Regions from separate parts of the Mus musculus genome. Here region 2 is linked to region 1. A link is a contact called in public HiChIP or PLAC-seq data. All regions are on one chromosome and are shown on one strand. The core of a region is the stretch at or near the end of the contact, and the rest is flanking DNA. Distances in the headings are between cores, read along the strand shown. Region 1 holds the start of Usp10 (ubiquitin specific peptidase 10). Region 2 overlaps Usp10 (ubiquitin specific peptidase 10).

Region 1 (6,029 bases), core at 913-3,412:
CACAGAGAATTGACATTACAGCTCAGTTCAGAATGAGCAGTACAGACTAATTCCAAAAATAAAACAAGGTAGTCAACTAGAGGTTTTTGGTGTTTTTCGAGACAGGGTTTCTCTGTGTAGCCCTGGCTGTTCTAGAACTCACTCTGTAGACCAGGCTGGCCTCAAATTCAGAGATCTGCTTGCCTCTGCCTCCCTAGTGCTGGGACTACAGGTGTTTTTGAATTGAGCAAGGCTATGAAGGGCTGATGGCTCCAAGGTTTAAGATAGTTGCTCTTGCAGAAAACTGGGGTTCCATTTCTACCAGGACTCAGAGGCTAAGAACCATTCTAATTCCAGTTCCAGGAGATCCAACACCCTCTTCTCGCTTCAATGGGCACCAGGAACATACATATATGCAAGCAAAGCATTCATTCACATAAAATAAAATAAAATAAAAATGCCTAAATAGAACCAGATGTGGTGGTGGTGAATATTCCGAATCGCCAGGGCCTCTGGTGACAGAGGTAGGCAGTTGCCTTAATCGCAAGCCAACCACAGCTGCATAATGAAGACCTGTCTAAAACTTAAAAAAAAAAAAAAACCACTTGTCAAAATATTATTCAACAAATACGAATCGTCTGCCTATTGAAAAAAAAAAAAGCACACCAAATACAAAAGCATTTACAGATGAGGGGAAAGGTCAAACAGGCAAAGTTCAGATTTGATCTATGAAACACCACATACTTAAGAGAACGGAAGTTTCTCCTAGGATCTAACCTTTTATTAAAAACAGTTTCGAGGTTTAAATCCCATATTGCAACAGTTACTAAAACCTTTCAAAAGCACATGGTGGCTCTTGCCTGCAACGCACCAGGCTGAGATAGGGAAAAAAAAAAACTTAAGTTAGAGGCGATCGTGGACCAAGAGAAAGATCAAATAAAAAGACGATCGTTCTTCAAAGGTGGCCTCACCAGACCGACCTCACCTGCCTTGTACATACATCCACCTACCATCCTCAAAAAGGCAATTTTACTTCTTAGTTTCCCGAGAGTCGCAGCCCGGAGAAGCGGCACCACGTGCTGACTTCTCACTCGTCCTAAGTGCATCTTAGGAGAGGGGCTGCAGGAGCAGCTCCGGGCACAGAAAACACAGCAGGCAATCCGGCCTGCCGGGCCCCGACCCAGCCCGGGCTCGGACACCGTGCAAAAGGTGTCAGTCTCGGGCAAACCGGAGTATGCCGCCCCGGCGCTTCCCGGTTTTCTTTGCAATAGAATTCCCGAGGCCAGGGGCCAGGTCCCCGGCGGCGCTGGGCCAGAGCGTCGCCCGGGACTCGGCGGCTGCGGGCCGGGCACGCGGAGGCCTTCCCTGCGGCCTCGGGCGTTCTCGGGGCGGCTCGGACACTCTCGGGGCGGCTCGGGCGCTCTCGGGGAGATTCGGGCGGCCTCCGAAGCCGGGGAAGCGCGGCACTGAGGGGCGCGGCGCGGGCCTAGGCCGGCAGCGTGCCGGCGCCTCCCCCACCGCTCGCCCGCCGCGCACCTCGCGATCGTCGCCCCGAGGCCGTCCCGTGGCCCAGACCTCCCAGCCCAGACACGGCCCGCGCTACCTGTGGGTTGTGGAGGGCCATGGCGGCCCGTCTCAATGAGGTTCGGTGCTGCTCCGGCTTCTCACGCCGCGTCTCCCGTCGCCGCCATCTTCTCGCCGCACAGACACACTCGCAGCGGCCGCCGCGCCTGCGCACTGACTGCGCCGCGGGAGAGCCAGGCGGCGTTCTGCGCCTGCGCGCGACAGGTGGGCGTGCGCCCCGGGCCGGCGACCCTTCTGTCCCCAGCGCGCCGAGGGCGGCTGCTCCAGGCGAGGGCGTGAGGATGGAGCTGGCCAGGCACCCTGGGGCTGCAAGGTGGAGTTCCGGAGTGGTTACTGCGCTGGGTCCGCCTGAGCTCCGCCCTGGGATCTCCGCTGGAGATCTCCAAGGATCCCTTACCCTATGGAGCGCGCTCTTCTGACCGTTCGTTCATTCATTCATTCCTTCACTCTTCATTCTCTTCACTAGCTTGTTTTACCTGGCATTGGGGAAAAAAAGATTTTTTTTTTCTTTGTAAAACATAAAAGTAAACGTTGAAGGAGCTAGTGAGATGACTCAGCGGGTAACGGAGCCCTGCCTCCTGTACCCTTGAGGACCAAATGAGTTCCATTCTCTGGATCCACATGACGCCAGGGGAAAACCAACTACAGACTGTCTTCTGACATACAAAGGGGCACACGCAAAATAAACAATTTTAGAAAGAACTCGTTAATCCAGGAATTGTACTCCTGTGAGCTCAGTATATAGACTGCAGAGGTAGGACGATCATCTATGAATTGCAGACCAGTCTACATAGCAAGTTCCAGGTCACACACAGCTACGTAAGGTAGCTCTGTCTCGGGGTGGGGGGTGGATAGTCATGTTGATGACTTAGCACATTCTGCAAAGGGTAGAGACTCAGTAGGTGTTAGTTATTGCACACACGCAAGTGTATACACACGGGAAAGTTCTTGACTCAGCCATATAGGCAATAATAATAATAAAAACAAACAAAAAACCTTACTAAACCTCCTACTCCCAGCTGTAGACCAGGCCGGCCTTGAGTTCTGAGATCTGCCTATCTCTGCTTCCAGCGTGCAGGGATTAGGGATTAAAGGTGTACACCACTGCCGGGCCAGGAAAGAATTTTATGACAAGCCCCTGTGGGGCAAAGTTGGCAAGTTTATTAAGTAGAGGTGAGAGAGGGTACACGGGTAGGACTGAGTTTAGGATCTAGAGACAAGAAGGAAAAGGATAATGTTCAAGTGTGGGCACAGCTGCTCCAGAGAGTTGCCCTCAGGTGTCTTGGTTTTGTTTTTCTTTGCTGTGCTACACATGTAGCAAAAATTGGCTTCAAACTTTCTTTTCTTTTTTTTTTTTTTTTTTTTTTGGTTTTTCAAGACAGGGTTTCTCTGTGTAGCCCTGGCTGTCCTGGAACTCACTTTGTAGACCAGGCTGGCCTAAAACTAAGAAATGCACCTGCCTCTGCCTCCCAAATGCTGGGATTAAAGGTGGGCACCACCATGCGCACTGGCTTCAAACTTACTTTCTCTCTTTCTCTTCCTTCCTTCCTTCCTTCCTTCCTTCCTTCCTTCCTTCCTTCCTTCCTTCCTTTCTTTCTTTCTTTCTTTCTTTCTTTCTTTCTTTCTTTCTTTCTTTCTTTCTTTCTTTCGTTTTTCAAGACAGGGTTTCCCTGTAAAGCCCCAGCTGTCCTGAAACTCACTTGGCAGACTAGGCTGGTCTCGAACTCAGAAATCTGCCTGCCTCTGCCTCCCAAGGGCTGGGATTAAAGGCGTGCGCCCCATGCACATTGGCTTCAAACTTTCTAGCAGCCAAGGATGAACTGAAACTCCTGTATCTCCCGCCCCTACTTCCCTAGTACAGGGCTACGCTTCATACTCCGAACTCTGGCTCCACAAAGCAAACAAAGCAAAGCAAAGCAAAACTCTACGAGTTGGTTCAATGGTTTCTTTCTCCTGAGAATTTTCTTTTGGCCCTCTTGATTGCACACACCTTTAATCTCAGATGGCTGAAACAGAGGCAGGCAGGTCTCTGATAAAATCCAGACCAGAGACAGGCGTGGTTATGCACGCCTTTAATCCCAGCACTCGGGAGGCAGAGGCAGGCAGATTTCTGAGTTCGAGGCCAGCCTGGTCTACAAAGTGAGGTCCAGGACAGCCAGGGCTACACAGAGAAACCCTGTCTCAAGAAAAAAAAAATCCAGACCAGAATGGCTCAGATATCAAGACTCAAGACTTTTTGTTTCAGAAAATGATAATTTCCTTTGGTAAATAAAACCAAGTCAGGTGGTTTTATCAAGTTGGTTGTTCAGGTCAGGATATTGGGCCAGGTGCGGTGGCACACACCTTTAATTTTAGCACTCCATCGATAGAGGCAGGTGGATATCTTTGAGGCCAGCCTGGTCTACAGAACAAGTTCCAAGACAGCCAGGGTTATACAGAGAAACCCCATCTCAGAAAAAACAAAAGAGGGGTGGGGAATGGGAGTGCTACTAGGGTTAGGCTCAGGGTCACAAACGTCCTGGCTCCAAGTAGGAATGCTTTATTGCATTTAGCATCATTGGTGGCGGTGTCCTGAGGAAAACCACCTTTACCCCTACAGGTAACCTTGGCTTTATCAGTCTCAGTTTCGTAACTCCCAGCCAACAGGAAACACAGACTAGATCCCCAGGAGTCAGGCTGCCCACACCCATACTGTAACCTTAACTTTCTCCTTCCCCCTGCCTCACAATGGACCCACACCATGCTTAGCAGCCTGCCTGGAGGTTCAAGCCGGGTTCCTCGAGAGATGGTTGTGTTGACTCAGACAGGCTCCCTAAGCTTTCTGTGTCTCTTTCACATCAGATGTGATTAACCCCTTTGTAAAGACCTGAACACAGCTGAGTCCCAAAATACCTGGAGACGTGACTTAGACGATGAAACCCTTGCAGATGGGATGGTGCTGAGGAATGCGAACAGGGTCATTCCAAGTGGGTCCCATGGTGTCACAAGGGTCTCTAGAAGGGAATATAGGCAAGGACAGGAGAGACAGCAGACAGGTGGGGGAGAACGGGACTGGAGTTCCCTTGGTAGAGCAATTGCCCAGCATCTATAAAAGCACCACCTACACTAGGCATGGTGGCAACCCAGCTTGAGAGCCCAATACTCCAGAGGTAGAGGCAGGAGGACCAGGAGTTCAGGGTTATCCTGAGTCACAAATTGAGCTAGAGGCCAGCCTGGGCTACATGAGGCCCTGTCTGGGAGACATAGATAAAGGTCAGGAGTGGAAGGCCTGCAGCTGGCCTCTAAAAGCTAGTTAGGCCACCAACCATGCCCAAAGCTCTGCCTACACCTTGATTTGAACCCTGTCCATCTTCTAACCTGAAGAACTGTAAAGGAAAGAATTTGTGGTTTCTTTTTTTTTTAAACCAGTAAATTAAGTGCAATCCACCCCAGCCGTGATAAAGTAACTGGGAACAATATGCCTACCCAGCAGATAATAGGCCTCCAGTGGGTGGGTTTTTTTTTTTTTTTTTTTTTTTTTTTTTGGTTTTTTCAAGACAGGGTTTCTCTGTGTAGCTCTGGCTGTCCTGGAACTCACTCTGTAGACCAGGCTGGCCACGAACTCAGAAATCTGCCTGCCTCTGCCTCCCAAGTGCTGGGATTAAAGGCGTGCACCACCACGCCCAGCTGTTTTTTTTTTAACCCCACCCCAAGGAGACTTCCTGAAATCCCCTTGAGCTGAGTCCCCCCCCACCCCCTTAGCAGATGTTTTCCAGAGGGCCACGAGAAACCACACACTTCCTATTAAGACTGTGGATATGTATGCAGCCTGGCACATGGTAGTTAATTCTATGCTCAAGGGGACAGAGCAATTCTCCAGACCTGCCCTACCTGAGGAGATCATTTTTGGAACTCTGATCACATGTAGGTGTGAAAATTATCACCCTTCTCAGAATCCTTGGGCAGGAAGGTAACATTTCCCCAGGAGGGGCCTGGTAACTTTAACATTTATTGACAATGATAAAATCCAAGTTTTCAAACAAAAATGGCAGTCATGGAAAATGGTTGTATCCCAGGTGAGTTGGGCACCTTCCCAGTCATTGAAGACTCTCTAGCCACAGTGGCAATAGACATGATTGTGACAAAATGAAAAACAGGGAAGAATGGAAAGTCTGACCATTTGAGAGGCACCAACAAGACTAGTGCAGGAGTGTGCTCTATAAGTGATGGATGCACAAGGCATTGTGGGTAGGTGAGAGGGCTCAGCGGCAAGGGTGCTTGCCGCCAAGACTGTTGACCAGAGTTCCATGGCAAAGTTTGGAGAAGTGCATCAGTGGCTAAAGGCACTGACTCAAGGCCACCCAGCTCTACAGATCAAGTTCCAGGACAGCCAGGGCTATATGAAGAAACCCTGTCTTGGAATATGGAGGAAGGACAGAAGGGTTGACCAGTTGTCCTCTGATCTCCATGCTCATGCTGAGGCCTGA
Region 2 (6,029 bases), core at 2,188-4,687, 36 kb before region 1:
CCTAACACTGGGGAGATAGAGGCATGGCAGATCTCTGAGCCTGGTCTACAGAGTGCACAGGACAGGGGTACACAGAGAAGCCCTATCTTAGAAGGGAGGAAGGGGGGGGGATGGAGGGAGGGAGGGAGGGAGGGAGGGAGGGAAAAGAAGCGGGTGAGGAGAAAGGAAAAGCTAAAGTTGTGCAGCTGGTGTCTTTGTGTACCTGGATGCTCACTCTATTTTTTTTTAATTTTTTATTAGGTATTTTCCTCATTTACATTTCCAATGCTATCCCAAAAGTCCCCCATACCCACTCACCCCCACTCCCCTACCCACCCACTCCCCCTTTTTGGCCCTGGCATTCCCCTGTACTGGGGCATATAAAGTTTGCAAGTCCATGCTCACTCTATTTAAAGCAATACAGCTTCCAGACTATTCATTTAAATGGCATTCTCTTACTATTTTTCCACTCTGAGTAAGCTTCCTGTCTATACCTGCATTGCACTGCTCATGCCAATGCATTAGACTTGGCACTGGAAGACCAGCTGGATGCTCTAGACAATGACCACTGGAAGGCCGCCTGGCTCGCTCGCCTGCCCGCCTGCCCGCCTGCCTGCCCACCCGCTCACCTGCCCTTAGTTACCTGCTAGCAGGATTTTAGGAAAAGCCAGGCTACAATGGCTGAGTTGATGGACTCACTGCTGTAGCCTGAGCAGGACTAAGATGGAGGCGGAGCACTCCAGGACGAGGAGGAACCCCCCCCCCCCCACTCAAGCACATTGCAGCAACAAGGGTCAGACTCAGAAGCCAGGCTCTGCCCATCAGCGGTGGATTCACAGGCTGGCAGAGCCAGTGAGACTCCGTCCTTGGGTCTCAATGCTATTAAATGTGGGTAACTGGCACGTGTTAAGTCATTGAGTGTCTCCACCATAAACCTCACCCAGTTCTCACCCCACCAAGTCACAGCTCGAGGCATGCGCCAACAGCCACTTCAGGGTCATCTACAACTTGCTCTGTAGCAGGCTAGGCTTAGCTTCCCAGAGATCCTCTTGCCTTGGCCCCTATGCTCTAGGACGTAGGCATGGTCCCCTCCCCCAGTTCTTGGGAGCAGTTTCCATAGCAACCACAGAGCACCCCAGACCTTTTCAGACAGGCTCGACTTGATGACTGTCAGGAGTCTGTATATGTATGTGGGTTCAAAGGCAGCCCCTGGGCGGATATCTCTCACGATTTTATCCCCGAGAGCTGCAAGAAAAAAACAGAAGATTCTGGTAAGTAAAGAGACCACAGAGAGGTGAAAGCAAATCCACCCAAACTCCCATCACACGGGGAAAACACCTTGGTTTAAATAGACACTTTTTTCAGTAAGACCACACATTCACCACACGCCACCCCCTCGCTCCGTGTCCCCAGTGACAAGGCGCCTATCCCGGCGCGAGCTCTGACTCACCTTGGCGGGGTTTGGGAGGCACTGGCATGTTAGTGAACTCATTCATGAGCCGAACACTAGATGGAGAAAGAGCAAAGCAGAACTCACGTTAGGAGCAGGCCTGGGCACGGTGGCACATTAACCAGCAGCTAGAACAGCACCCAGGAGCTCTTATGTTAAAATCTACACATGTTATGGGACCATTTCCAGATGGCATTTTAAGCTGGTAAACAGTACGGGGTTTCCTACGGAATCTGAAGGGCAGCAAACTCTCCAGTTATATTCCACATCAACTTCCATAGAAAATCCCAACAACATCTCCCTTTAAAGGAGAATTCCAGAGGCTGGAGTTCAGAGACTTGTTGCTCTTACAAGGGACCAGGGTTCAGTTCTCAATACCCACTGCCAGCTCACAAGTAGCTGTAATTCCAGGTTCAGGGGGTCCAAAGTCTTCTGACCGCCACTGCCCACACGTGGCATGTGCCCTTACATGTATGCAGGCAAAGCACGCATTCACATGAACTTAAGAGCAGGGCGGGGGAGATGGTGGAGCACTCGTCTGTAGCAAATCAAGAACTGAGAGCTGGCGTCAGCCCCGGGAGCACCTGCTCGGCCAAACCGCTCGTTCCCATCACCGCAGGGAGAGCCCCCGACCACTGGCACGTGTGCGAGCGCTTTACTTACAAGCTATCTATCATGGGCGTTGATGTGCAAGGCCGCTGCACTTTTGAGTACAGAGGAATGAACTTCATCAGGTGATACATCGGAGGGCAAGCCACCAATGCCTGCAGGGTCTAAATGTCGGTAAGGAAGTGTAAAGGAAATGAAACAGACACAGAGGAACTTTTCTAAAAGGCACGTAAAAAAAAAAAAAAGATAAGCCAAGGACACTCAGCTACGTGGATATGTAAACACAAAGAGGAGTAAACCACATGAGAAGACAGCTGCCTTGTAAAGGCCATGTAAGGATCCTCTCTCTGTCGGCCGGCTGCAGGACACTCAAGAGCCTAGCTAGCTGAACAAAACACTCCCACTAGTTAGAGCAAAGCCTCTAGTTCTACGCGGCCATTCTGTCCTACTGTCTACCACCACTCCAATGAGAATAGAACATGCCCGACTCTACCCTTCATAAGCCAACAGATCAATCCTCGGACAGAGGGCGGAGAGGCTCCAGAGTACCACCGACCATGAGGCAGGCAGAGTGATGGCCCAGTCTCCGTGCTCAGAGCGCAGGCCGGCAGCCCTGGGGACGCTGCGGCAATCAAACACACCCAGACGGGAGAGTGGGCATGGTGGCCAGGCGCAGGGTTGGCAGCCAGGAAGGATACGGCATTAATGTAGCACCAGTTTCCTTTATTGATCAGCCCACGGGGTTGCAATGACACTGGCTTATGTATTAGGGTTACAGTCTCCAATAACTCTGCAAGAGTGAAGAAGCAAATGAAGACATTAACATTGCAGTCAGAATCCATGCACGGCGTTTCTGAAGTGCTGAGAGTCCTTCAGAAGAGCGTGTCCTCCGAAAGCCTTCACTTAGCACCGCTTTGTTACTAAGTTGGGGTGCAGGGGTGGGGGGCAGTTGTCTTGAACATCAACATTTACAGTTATCCTCTCAGTTTACACTAGGACGCTCCATGGCCAGAGACACCGACACAATAGCTAGCAGCAGAGAGCGGAGGTGGAAGACACTGGCATCCCCACCAAGGCTGACAGCATGCTTCACCAGCTGCTAAGTCCTCTGGATACCAGCTTCAAAGGGACTGTGGGGCAGGAGTGTGCCACCGGGCTCCCAGAAAACCCGGCAGACCACAGTGGGCGCTCAATGGCCGAGTATTAAGTGACAGCAGCAGCTCCTGCCAATCATGGAAGTGAGATCAGCCATTGGTCCACTAACTCCTCACTCCATTCAGAAGTGGGTGGGGCTTCTCTCCTGACACCCCGGAAACCACTTTTTTACAGCTTTAAGAAAGCTGTAAGCTGAGGAAGCACAGTGGGTGGCTTGATGTGGCTCCCATAGATCACTTTATCTGAGAAACTAAACCATTACAGGCTCCAGAGAAGCACCAGACACAGCCACTGAGAGCAGCCCCTTAGTGAAAGGTGTGCAGATCTAAGACAGGAAGACGCATGCTGACAGCTCCCACCAGTCCTGGAGCTGTCCAGTAACACTCAACTGCATAGTCATAACTCTGCCAAAAAGGGACTCTGACACCTCCTCTTACAGATGAGAAAACTGAAGTCACAGCACTGAGCCAGATACAACTGTGGGTCTACCTGGTGGGCTCAGCCGTTCCTAGCACTTGCTGCCAGGCCTGATGATCTGAGTTCACAGCCCCTTGTGGTAGAAACACAACCAACTTCCACAGCCTGACCTCACAAGCACACACACTTGTACATACACACAAACATGCTTGCAAGCACAGAAGGAACAAATAAGTCTAAGGAAGAAATGTTTTTAAATATTATGTAAGGCGGGACGCCCTCTTTCCCCCTCCCACTGCCTTCTGCCACCTGTTCTTGGGCTAAACAAGGATCCATAGTACAGCAATGATCACAGTAACCTCCAAACCTGTGTGTTCAAACAAAAACACACCCCAAAGCAACACCACAGGCTCTACAGCAGCCATCAACGGTGTGGCAAGCTTTTACAGAATTAGAAGCTAGGTCTTCCTACCATGGCTGACCTCTGTAAGAACAGCTAATGCATCCCGCGTGCACCCAAGCCTGCAACTAGCCCCGCTCCAGGCCAGCTCAGACAGGTAATGAAGGGCTCACTGTCCCGGACAGCACCACAGACTGTAAAAGAGTCTGGGGAGTATGCTTCACCTACAGATATACCAAGAGAACAGCTAGATGACTGGAGGCGCAGACATCAGAAAATAGGCAGTGGGGGAAAGGTGTCTGTCTATCCGGAGTAACATAAAGGACAGCAGGAAGTATGAACACTGAATGGCGACTTACACATAGGTATCAGCGTGCTGCAGTCCCAATACTCCCACGGTCACGCACAACCTTCAGGTTCAGGGTGCAGACTAATGGTATCAATATGAAGAAGCAAGCCAGAGATCTGGGTAAGAAGGTGGAAGCCAGTGTACACTGCTCAGTGGGATGCCTGGCCCAGGAGTTAGAGCCACATGGGCGGAGAAAATTCTGTTTTCCTAGTGAAGGCAAAGCCTTCTTGCGTCAGTTGAAGGTCGGAAGGGGTGGGGTACCATGATATTCACACCTGCTTTGGCACGGGCACTGACTGGGCCACATTTTTAAAAAATGAGAGACCTATGTGATGACGCTTGCCTGTAATCCCGGCACTTCGGAGGCAACGGTGGGCATCAGGAGTTCATGATCACTACACAGCAAGTTAGTTCCAGGGCTACAGAGAGACTGCAGGCTAAGGCGAGAATCTCCCCAAATTTGTGGGTACCTGACCTGGGTACAGTATGCAGTGAAGTGGCAGAAACAAAAGACACTGCTTTAAAGACAAGATAGGTGAAAGTAAGACCTTGCTCCCTAAAAGCTGACTCTGACACCACGAGATGCCTTTGGCAAGCATGCACACCCACTCACACATACGTGAAAACACACACACCGTAAGACTAGTGGTGTGGGTGTGCTGCATCAGTGTAAAAAAGAACCCAGCACCACATGTGACAGAGCTAATTCCTTTTCAAAAGGGAATTGGGTAAGCGGGTTGCGCTAAGCCCTAGAACAAACCTCTGTGGACCAGAGTGACCTCAACAGCCTGGGGGCTCCCACAGGTGACACAGGAGAATGCAATCCAATCTGAAGCCAGCTCTAATCAACTCCTTCCCAACTGGGAAACCACATGTTCAAGGCTCATTTCTGCATGGTCCTCTTCTAGAACCAGCAGGTTCCATTTTCCAAGATAGTGAGCCTGTCTCTTAGCGCCACCCAGTGGTCTGTTCAAAACCTGCACGCAAGCAGACCTGGGACACAGACAGTGCAGCAGACAGGACAGACAACTGCTGCAAGCAGTGCTCAAACTGCTGCCTTCTGGTAGAATTCTCAAGTGCAGGGTAACTCTTTACAGGCAGGTAGAGAAGAGAGACCTAGGTTTTTCTTTCCCTAAAAATTACTCCATTGTTCTTGGGGCTGGAGAAACGGCTCAGCACCTTAGCGTCTCTATGCTGATACTTCAGGAGAAGCTCCATGCCCTGCCCTTTGCCCCCAGACTGCTGCCTCTTGGCAAGCCCTGGGCAGTCAGCCCTGAGCACCTCGCTGCTCACTTACTCCCGAGAGTGGTGCAGACATTCTTCTCCCGTCAGCAGTATGCCAGTTCCATGGTTCTCAAGTTTCCTTCCACTGATTTCCTGATTCAGTTACTCCTACTAAAAATGGCCAATATAGGTGAGCAGTGGTGGGGCACACCTTCAGTCCCAGCACTCAGGGGGCAGAGGCAGGAGGATCTCTGAATTTGAGGCCAGCCTGGTCTACAGATTGAGTTCCAGGACAGCCAGGGCTACACACTCGCTATCTTGAGCTTACTACCCACAAAGGGCCAATATGCACTGAGTGACTGAAGTAAACAGCAGAGTGAGTGTCTCCCATCCTTCAGACCTGCCTGGTTAAAACTAGTGCTCCTTGTGCTGTTACGATTTTCCGG

What was found. HiChIP or PLAC-seq counts read pairs in DNA pulled down with a chosen protein or histone mark.
Region 2: a CTCF HiChIP or PLAC-seq map of CD8 T cells shows a contact between it and region 1, with 8 read pairs. The contact joins the enhancer-like site here to the promoter of Usp10 in region 1. A contact is called at or near these places in 1 of 39 promoter capture datasets (macrophages), 2 of 15 datasets of contacts at CTCF or cohesin (CD8 T cells and the NIH/3T3 cell line), 2 of 484 Hi-C or Micro-C datasets (extraembryonic endoderm stem cells and memory CD8 T cells), 6 of 115 datasets of contacts at active chromatin or transcription factors (the SCID.adh cell line, cardiomyocytes, embryonic stem cells and 1 more) and 3 of 9 other capture datasets (adipose tissue, liver and pancreatic islet).

The regions. Positions count from the first base shown.
Region 1 is chr8:119,906,493-119,912,521 of GRCm38.p6, reverse strand. Usp10 (ubiquitin specific peptidase 10) reads right to left here and starts at 2,162. Exons shown (of 14, transcript NM_009462.2): 1 at 1,583-2,162. The coding sequence starts at 1,603.
Region 2 is chr8:119,943,874-119,949,902 of GRCm38.p6, reverse strand. It overlaps Usp10 (ubiquitin specific peptidase 10), which reads right to left. Exons shown (of 14, transcript NM_009462.2): 5 at 2,737-2,828; 6 at 2,093-2,202; 7 at 1,430-1,485; 8 at 1,121-1,224. Among named protein-coding and RNA genes, the nearest start is that of Usp10, 37 kb to the right of the region's middle. Within about 2 kb of position 3,437, at least 38 of the 459 cell types and tissues checked have an H3K27ac peak or open chromatin away from gene starts, as enhancers often do. A contact at or near this core is called in CD8 T cells and memory CD8 T cells, where this site is marked.